2 separate regions of the Sus scrofa genome follow, and region 2 is linked to region 1. Evidence: chromatin contacts called from public Hi-C data. All regions are on one chromosome and are shown on one strand. The core of a region is the stretch at or near the end of the contact, and the rest is flanking DNA. Distances in the headings are between cores, read along the strand shown.

Region 1 (4,274 bases), core at 1,154-3,653:
GTATACTAACAATGGCATATTAGAAAAGGAATACAAAAATACAATACCTTTTAAGATCACACCCCCCCCAAAATAAAATACCTTGGAATAAACCTGACCAAGGAGCAGAAAGACTTACATGCTGAGAACTATAAAACATTAATCAAGGAAATTAAAGAGGATTCAAAGAAATGGAAAGGTATTCCATGTTCCTGGATTGGAAAAATGAATATTGCAAAAATGGCCATACTACCCAAAGCAATCTACAGATTCAATGCAATCCCTATCAAATTACTCATGGCATTTTTCACAGAACTAGAACAAACAATCCAAAAATTTATATGGAACAACAAAAGACCCAGAATTGCCAAAGCAATCCTGAGGAACAAAAACCAAGCAGGAGGCATAACTCTCCAGACTCAGGCACTATTCCAAAGCCACAGTCATCAAGACAGTGTGGTACTGGTACCAAAACAAACAAACAGACCAATGGAACAGAAGAGAGAACCCAGAAATAAACCCAGACACCTTCAGTCAATTAATCTTTGACAAGGGAGGCAAGAACATAAAATGGGAAAAAGAATGTCTTTTCAGCAAGTGGTGCTGGGAAAAGTGGACAGCTGCATGTAAATCAATGAAACTGGAACACACCCTTACACCATGCCCGAGAAAAACTCAAAATGGCTTAAAGACTTAAATATAAGACAAGATACCACCAAACTCCTAGAAGAGAACATAGGCAAAACACTCTCTGACATCAACATCATGAATATTTTCTCAGGTCAGTCTCCCAAAGCAAGAGAAATAAGAACAAAAATAAACCAATGGGACCTAATCATACTGACAAGCTTTTGCACAGCAAAGGAAACCATAAAAAAAAACCCAAAAAGACAAGTTACAGAATGGGAGAAAATCGTTGTAAACGATGCAACTGACAAGACCTTAATCTCTAAAATATATAAACAACTTATACAACTAAACAGCAAAAAAGCCAACAACCCAATGGAAAAATAGGCAAAAGACATGAATAGACATTGCTCCAAAGAAGATATGAAGATGGCCAAAAGCACATGAAAATATGCTCCACATCACTGATTATTAGGTAAATGCAAATCAAAACTACCATGAGATGAAGTACTACCTCTCACCGGTCAGAATGGCCATCATTAATAAGTCCACAAATAACAAGTGCTAGAGAGAGTGTGGAGAAAAGGGAACCCTCCTGCACCGTTGGTGGGAATGTCAATTGGTACAACCACTATGGTAAACAGTATGGAGGTATCTTAGAAAACTACACATAGAACTACCATATGACCCAGCGATCTCACTCTTGCGCATATATTCGGACAAAACTGTCCTTGAAAAAGACACATGCATCCACATGTTCATTGCAGCACTAGTCACAATAGCCAAGACATGGAAACAACCTAAATGTCCATTGATAGATCAATGGATTAAGAAGATGAGGCGTGTATACACAATGGAATACTACTCAGACATTAAAAAACACAACAATGCCATTTGCAGCAACATGGATGGGACTAGAGACTCTCATCCTGAGTGAAGTAAGTCAGAAAGAGAAAGACAAATACCATATGGTATCACCTGTATCTGGAATCTAATATATGGCACATATGAACCTTCCCACAGAAAAGAAAATCATGGACATTGAGAACAAACTTGTGGTTGCCAAGGGGGAGGGGGAGGGAGTGGGATGGACTGGGAATTTGGGGTTAATAGATGCAGACTATTGCCTTTGGAATGGATACGCAATGAGATCTTGCTCTATAGCACTGGGAACTATATCTAGTCACTTATGATGGAGCATGATAATGTGAGAAAAAAGAATGTATAGATGTATGTGTGACTGCGTCACCTTGCTGTACAGCAGAAAATTGACAGAACACTGTAAACCAATAATAATGGAAAAAATAAAAATCATTTAAAAATAAAATAAAATAAAATATTAAAGTTAAGAATCTGAGAAATACTTAAATGATACCCTAAAAATTTCCCTTCCCTTCCAGTGAAAAATGTAATGGTTTTATTTTGCTATAACACGTCCTATTTTCTTAAGTCTTAGCAAAGACTTTCTTATTTCCAAATTCTTTAGTGCTCTGAGTTTTAATGACATTATCATTTTGTATCTGTGATATGATCACTAACCTTAGGTAGCTCATAGAAACTGTTATTCACTTCTTGCTTCATAACACTCTGGGTACAATATGTACCAACAATTTTTTTCTCTGTTTTCCTTCCTGAAGCTGATCTGATATTAAAGTGTTGGCTTTAATATGTTTCCACTTCAGTCTAAAATAGATAATTTAAGAAATCCAGAAAGCAGAGGCTGCCAAAGCTCACTGTTTCCTCAAACCAGATTGCTATTTTACTTCTTTCATTGTGAGAAAACCCAGGCCTACAGAACTTGCCCCACCTCTTCCTCAGAGTAAATAGCTCTGTCTCTGATCCAGTGACTTCACGGAGGAAGTGCTCCATGTTAAAGGCATCATTCAATTTCACTTATTTTATTGTTTTTTTTTTAAATTTTATTGCTTTCACATCTGGATGGCACAGCTTTCATGTGGTATTAAAAATATGCTTTCAAAAATGTGTCCCAGAAGAACATCCTGTTTGTCTTTTGATTTAAATTTCTGTTTAGTAAACCTTTGTGCTTTGGATGTAGTGAGGAGTATTTAAAGCCAAACTCCCTAACCACTTCCTCAGACATAATAACTTCCCTGTGCATTCCTCCCTTACTCACTTTCCCTCTGCTAAATTAATACTATCAGACACATTTTCAGGAATATTAAAGAGCATTACCCCTTCTTTCAATGATAAAAAATCTGTGTTTAAAACATTATAGTTCTGAAAGCTCTTTCCACAAAATGTCTGTTTTACATGCTATACCATTAGGAAACATGAAAATATTCCCATCAGGGACTGGTAGAAAATAAAAACAATTTTTGAATTATGAGATACTTGCTTTTGAGAAACATAAGTGCTTTTTCAAAAATAGTTTAGTAACTGTATTTTTCTGTTCAGAATTAGAAAAGAAATATGGTTAAACTATTTTTTCAGCCTTTTCTTCAAATTGGTCATAGAAATCTTACCACTGATTAATAGATTTACTTGACATATTGCATACAATTATTTTTAAAATAACTATTGTTTAAGCCAATTTTTTGAAGCAAAGAAATTTGGTTGTTCTTGGCTTTGCTTACTTGGGGGTATGTTCTCCCCAAATCCACACATATAATTTCCTTTGCCATTAAAAGGGGTTATGAACACACATCTGAAGGAGAATTGACCACTATATTTTTGATGTTCTAAAGGCAACTAAAGCATAAACCTCTTGCTTCCTTTCTGATCCCAGCCCTTTTCAATGAGAACAATGCTTATTCAAGATTTCCTAGGGGGATTTTGTGGTTTGAGGTTTTAATAATTTAGGCTAAAATTCAAATAGGAACCACAGCTGCTTGGATAAGATTCTTAGACTTCTTTATTTGAACTGCAGAAAACTTACCAGAATTTTTAAATATTATGAGCAATATCTGATATGTAAGAATGACATACAGTAGCTTTGTTTCAGATTTAAGAATATCTATATGCCTGCAAATAGTATGAAGATAAAATATGTATTTTCCTTAACCGCTTGCGAATGTATGTTTTAAAGGATTTGGCTTTTAAAAAAGTAACAAACATTACTGTTCTAAATCAATAAAGTGAACCTAGTGAGAATATATATTTCTCTTTGAAATTCTCACCTTGTTCATGCATTATTTTTTGATCTTGGTGAGGATATTTATGATTGTTAGTTTGAATTCTCTATCAGGTAAATCACCTCCATTTCATTAAGATCTGTTTCTTAAGATTCATCTTGCTCTTCGTTTGGAACACATTCCTCTATTTTTTCATTTTCCTTGACTCTCCCTTTAGATGAAACAGTCTTGACAGAGTGGTCTCATGCAGCAGATAAACCATGTTGAGCAGCCTGGCTTGAGCTCCTAGCTGCCACTCAAACTTTTAGTACTGTTCAAGACTCCTTCTCCGTTCTTAGTGGCTCCAGGTTGTTGAGGGTGTTGCCAATACCTCTCAATGTTCCAAGGTGGAGGATCACAATCAGTACCTAGCTGTAGGCTGATTAGAAGCTAGACTCTAAGGCACAGCTGGAAATATATGTGGGTAAGCCTCCTCCAGGTGGAAACTGAGAGATAGGCATTTTTACCTGCTTCCTTATCCTGGGTTCAGGTGCACAGCTGCTAGAGATTGTTACCATGCCCACTGGTAACTGCATC
Region 2 (3,999 bases), core at 1,473-3,972, 70 kb before region 1:
AAATGTAGTAAAAGAACAAACTTAAGGTGTTATTTTAAACTTGGAGAGAGACACTAACTAGGCACGTTTTTTCCTTACCCCCCATGCCTGCCTTCCATTTTTCCTTCTAAACTTATAAATGGTTACAGTCTCTTTTTATTGCCCAGTGTGCATTGTTTACCAAACTGTGTTTGAGGCTTCATCGGCCCCCACCACAGGGAAGCTGAACCCACAGCTAGCACTCCAAGAGTGACACTGCTTCCATAACAGCAGCTCCACTCTGTGCACATTTCTGTCAGGGCACACTGAATAATGGTTGCGTGGCTAAAATAATTAGAAAACCACCAATTCAAGCCTAATTCTCTAATTGTACAGAAAAAGAAACCAAGCAAAAGTTAATAAAACTGATCAAAAGTTCAACGGAACATAAGAGGCAAAGCCTTGCTTTTATTTATCTTTCTATTTTCCCAGTCATCTTCTAACTAAAGATGACTATAATTCCAGTCATATTTAACAAACTTATTAACAGGTTGTTAAAAAGTTATCATTGTTATTGCTAATTAAAGAGATGGGCTTAAGAAGGAGCTGGGATTAGAAATCATTGCCATATAATAAATGTTTAGTAAAAAAATATATTTTCACAACAGACTCATTATTTCAGATTTTTTTCAGACTCAAAAAAATTACTGTGAAATAATATATACCTACGTTTTACTGATTTCTCCAAGAATCCCTGCACATGAAAATTAGTGTGTGTGATTTATCTATGTAATAATACACGTATTGCAAAACTTTACGACAAGATACTGGTGTTAGATACATGTGCCCTCTGTTCGAGGAGCCCAGAAACTTCATTTGTGTCAAACAGGGTACAGTACCAAATACCTGGTCATATAATCAGAAAATATTTTTCTACATTTCCACTAATGTTCTTTAGTCTCTGGGGCTGAAGTGGTCAAGATTTTGTTACAAGGCACTATAAGAATAATGGCTCTGGTACAGCAGTCTTCCTCTAAGAAGAAAATAGCTGCGTTTGTTATTTTAAAATCTGCATTGGCCAAAATAATTTCTGCTTAAAACCATAATGATGAAGCTGGGAAGTATGAAATTTTCAATATCCCCACCAAAATCGGTTTGCAATCTTGTTTTGAATTTGATATATCTTATTATGATGAAATTCTTAATGGTTTTAATTTATTTGGCTTATGATTTTAATTATACATTCATTTTTATAACAGCTTGCAACTGTTTAGAATTTCATCACGATGGCAAGCAAGAATATGTGTATCCCTTAATAACATTTGTTTGTTATTTTTAATAACTTCTTGAAACTCTTAATCAGAAAGGAGTTATAGAACAAAGAACTCCAACAATGACCATAACATGAGGAACTGATTTTGCACTCTGCAAATACGCTGAAGGATGAGACCAGCAAAAACAGGGTGGTGCTTCAATAGACGCCCTTCTCTAAAAACAACAGCTGGATGTGCCTGTTGCTACCAGAGGGGGAGGGTAAGGATGGAAGAAACATATTTTTTCAGTGTTGGAAAGTTTTCAGTGAAATCATGATGTCACCAGGATATGTTTTGTCTGTGACTATAATTTGCATAAGTTCCTTCCCATGAAACTATGAAAAATACAAAGGAATGTCTTATGGTACATTTTGTGTCTAGGGTGCCAATACTTTTAAGAGTCCATGAAGAAGATATCATGTATGAAGAATTTGGTTTGTAAATTCTTTCCTATTCTCAAAGGAAGAATAAGAAAGAAAAGAAACAGGACTTGCAAATGCTACAACTTCACATTATACTCATAGAAGGACTGGGATTGTTTTGCATTCCTAATCATTGACTAATATTTTAACTTTGTACTACATACTCTGGAGGAGAGGATCCTCATTTTCTTTCATATTTATGTCTTAAGATATCTACTCATTTTTTTATTCTTCCTGTTATAATTACTTCAGACATTTTATCAAATTCCTGTCTTTGAAAGATTTTAATCATCAAACAAAACGTATTTAGAACACATTTTTAGAGATATTTTGATATCAAGTTAAGGAGTATCTTGATGCAGAGCAGAGATATTCAAGTACCAAATAAATGTCTGGAAATCAACAGCCATTGAGCTTTAAGTGTTCTATACAGGAATTTGAGCACTATGTGCACGATTCAAATTGGCTCATCAGTCCCTATATAAATTCCAGGATATAAATAACATGATGGGAAGAAGGGTGGAGGCAGGAGAAATGGGTAAGTTAGAGATGGATATGACAGATCCCTCAATACTTTTGTAAATTTAATATTGAAAATATTTAGTTTTACATTTATTGATGCCCTTATTTTCTAGTTATGACTGAAAGGTATTTGAGCAAATACTCCCACTGAAAACAAGTAACAAGTTATATATATACATATATATATATGTTTATATATATATATAAATACACACATGCACACACATATATATTTACATCATTACAAAATCAAATAATCAAAAACATAAGAAGACTTCTCAGGACAACTTCTAGCCAAAAGCAAGAACCTAGAGCAGTAAGACAATGACTGAAGCCACTTTTATCCTTGAAGGCCTTTGCTGAATGAGGCAAACTTGACCTTCAGTTTTGAGGTCTGTACTGGGACATAAAGGGCTAAATTCAAGGCTCAGTATCTGCCTAGAGTGGAGAGTCAGGGGCAGTCCAGTCCTCAAGTGGAAGCAGCCAAAAGTTGTATCCTCTGAATAAGAATGAAGAGGAATTAAGCTATCCCCTTTCCTGTTTACTCCCAGAAGAATTCAAAGAAATGTGCCTAAACCCTGAGCCAAACTAGAGGGAAACCTTCCTGAGAAGTTGTAACCATGCATCATCTCTATCATGGATCTGCAGCACCAGTTAATACTACCGGTATTATCATACACAGCTGAAACTGAATTTAACTTTAAATGATTCTTTAATCATTAAAATGATTGGTAGTATTCTCCATTACTTGGTAGGAACAATACTGAATACTTTCTGGAAGAATCTACTTTCATCTCAGACTTAAAAATTGTCAAAAATTTTCAAAAAGAAAAGCATCCATATAATCAAAAATGAGCAAATATACATGGAAAAAAATTCACATGAGCAGAACAAATGGAAAAAACAGACAATACAAAGATATTTACAAAACAATCAAACAAAAACAACCCTCCTATCTTTGAAGCAAATATGAGGAAAAAAAAGACCTCTGAGTCTTACTCTCCTTGTACTCTCTGGCAGAATATAATCATAGTATTGCTCCTTTCCATCACATTGTTTAGTCATTTCTTGATTTACAAAGATCCCCCAGTCCTGAAAGAATAAAACTGACTAAGGGACTCATTATTTTCTCCTTGAGGAATATAGTGGGACAAAAAGAGGTATGAGGAGCCTTTTGAATTTATAACACAGGAATTCAACTGTGAACTTGTAACTATTAGATTGAACCACATAAAATGCCATTTTTCTATGGTCAGCAACTATCCAATGTACATCAGTAATCTCATAAGGTTTAGTCTAAAGAAAAGTACCTAAACCTTGAGCCAAGCTAGAGCGAAACCTTCCTGAGAAGTTGTAGTTGAGTAAGCTGCTGTTTCAAAGAGACCTTAAATACAGGAGAATCAAATACTATCATTTTAATTCTCTCACAAGTAAGTCAAGATGTGTTCAGCCTGTGGTTGGTGGAGTGACTCTTTTATTCTCAACATGCCTTTCAAGTTTGCTTTAATTTTCCCCACTTCTTAGCCATGAAGCAGAGAGAAAGATGAGGTCCAGGGTAGGTATCTTTCTTCAAAAGAGATAACACAGAAGTTGAGCTCATCTCATTTGCTTAAATTCCAACAGCCTGAAATTAGTCAAACATGACCACCTTTAATTTTAAAGTTCATGTTCTCAGGAATTCTCTCATCCTGTGTTCTTCTTTCTTGAAGTTTCTGTTCTGGTTAATGTTTGTTTGGTTATAATCCTTTGTCTAGTAATTGCTGCCAACAGAGCACACCTTTTTT

The links. A called contact is a pair of places that touch in the nucleus more often than the background predicts.
Region 2: a contact with region 1 is called in a Hi-C map of mesenteric adipose tissue, with 1.7 times the contacts expected there. The contact joins two enhancer-like sites. A contact is called at or near these places in 4 of 47 Hi-C or Micro-C datasets (fetal liver, heart right ventricle, mesenteric adipose tissue and 1 more) and 1 of 2 datasets of contacts at active chromatin or transcription factors (skeletal muscle).

What each region holds. Positions count from the first base shown.
Region 1 is chr8:100,300,865-100,305,138 of Sscrofa11.1, reverse strand. No RefSeq gene overlaps it. Among named protein-coding and RNA genes, the nearest start is that of ANKRD50, 520 kb to the right of the region's middle. Within about 2 kb of position 2,403, at least 4 of the 83 cell types and tissues checked have an H3K27ac peak or open chromatin away from gene starts, as enhancers often do. A contact at or near this core is called in mesenteric adipose tissue, where this site is marked.
Region 2 is chr8:100,371,389-100,375,387 of Sscrofa11.1, reverse strand. No RefSeq gene overlaps it. Among named protein-coding and RNA genes, the nearest start is that of SPRY1, 490 kb to the left of the region's middle. Within about 2 kb of position 2,722, at least 9 of the 83 cell types and tissues checked have an H3K27ac peak or open chromatin away from gene starts, as enhancers often do. A contact at or near this core is called in mesenteric adipose tissue, where this site is marked.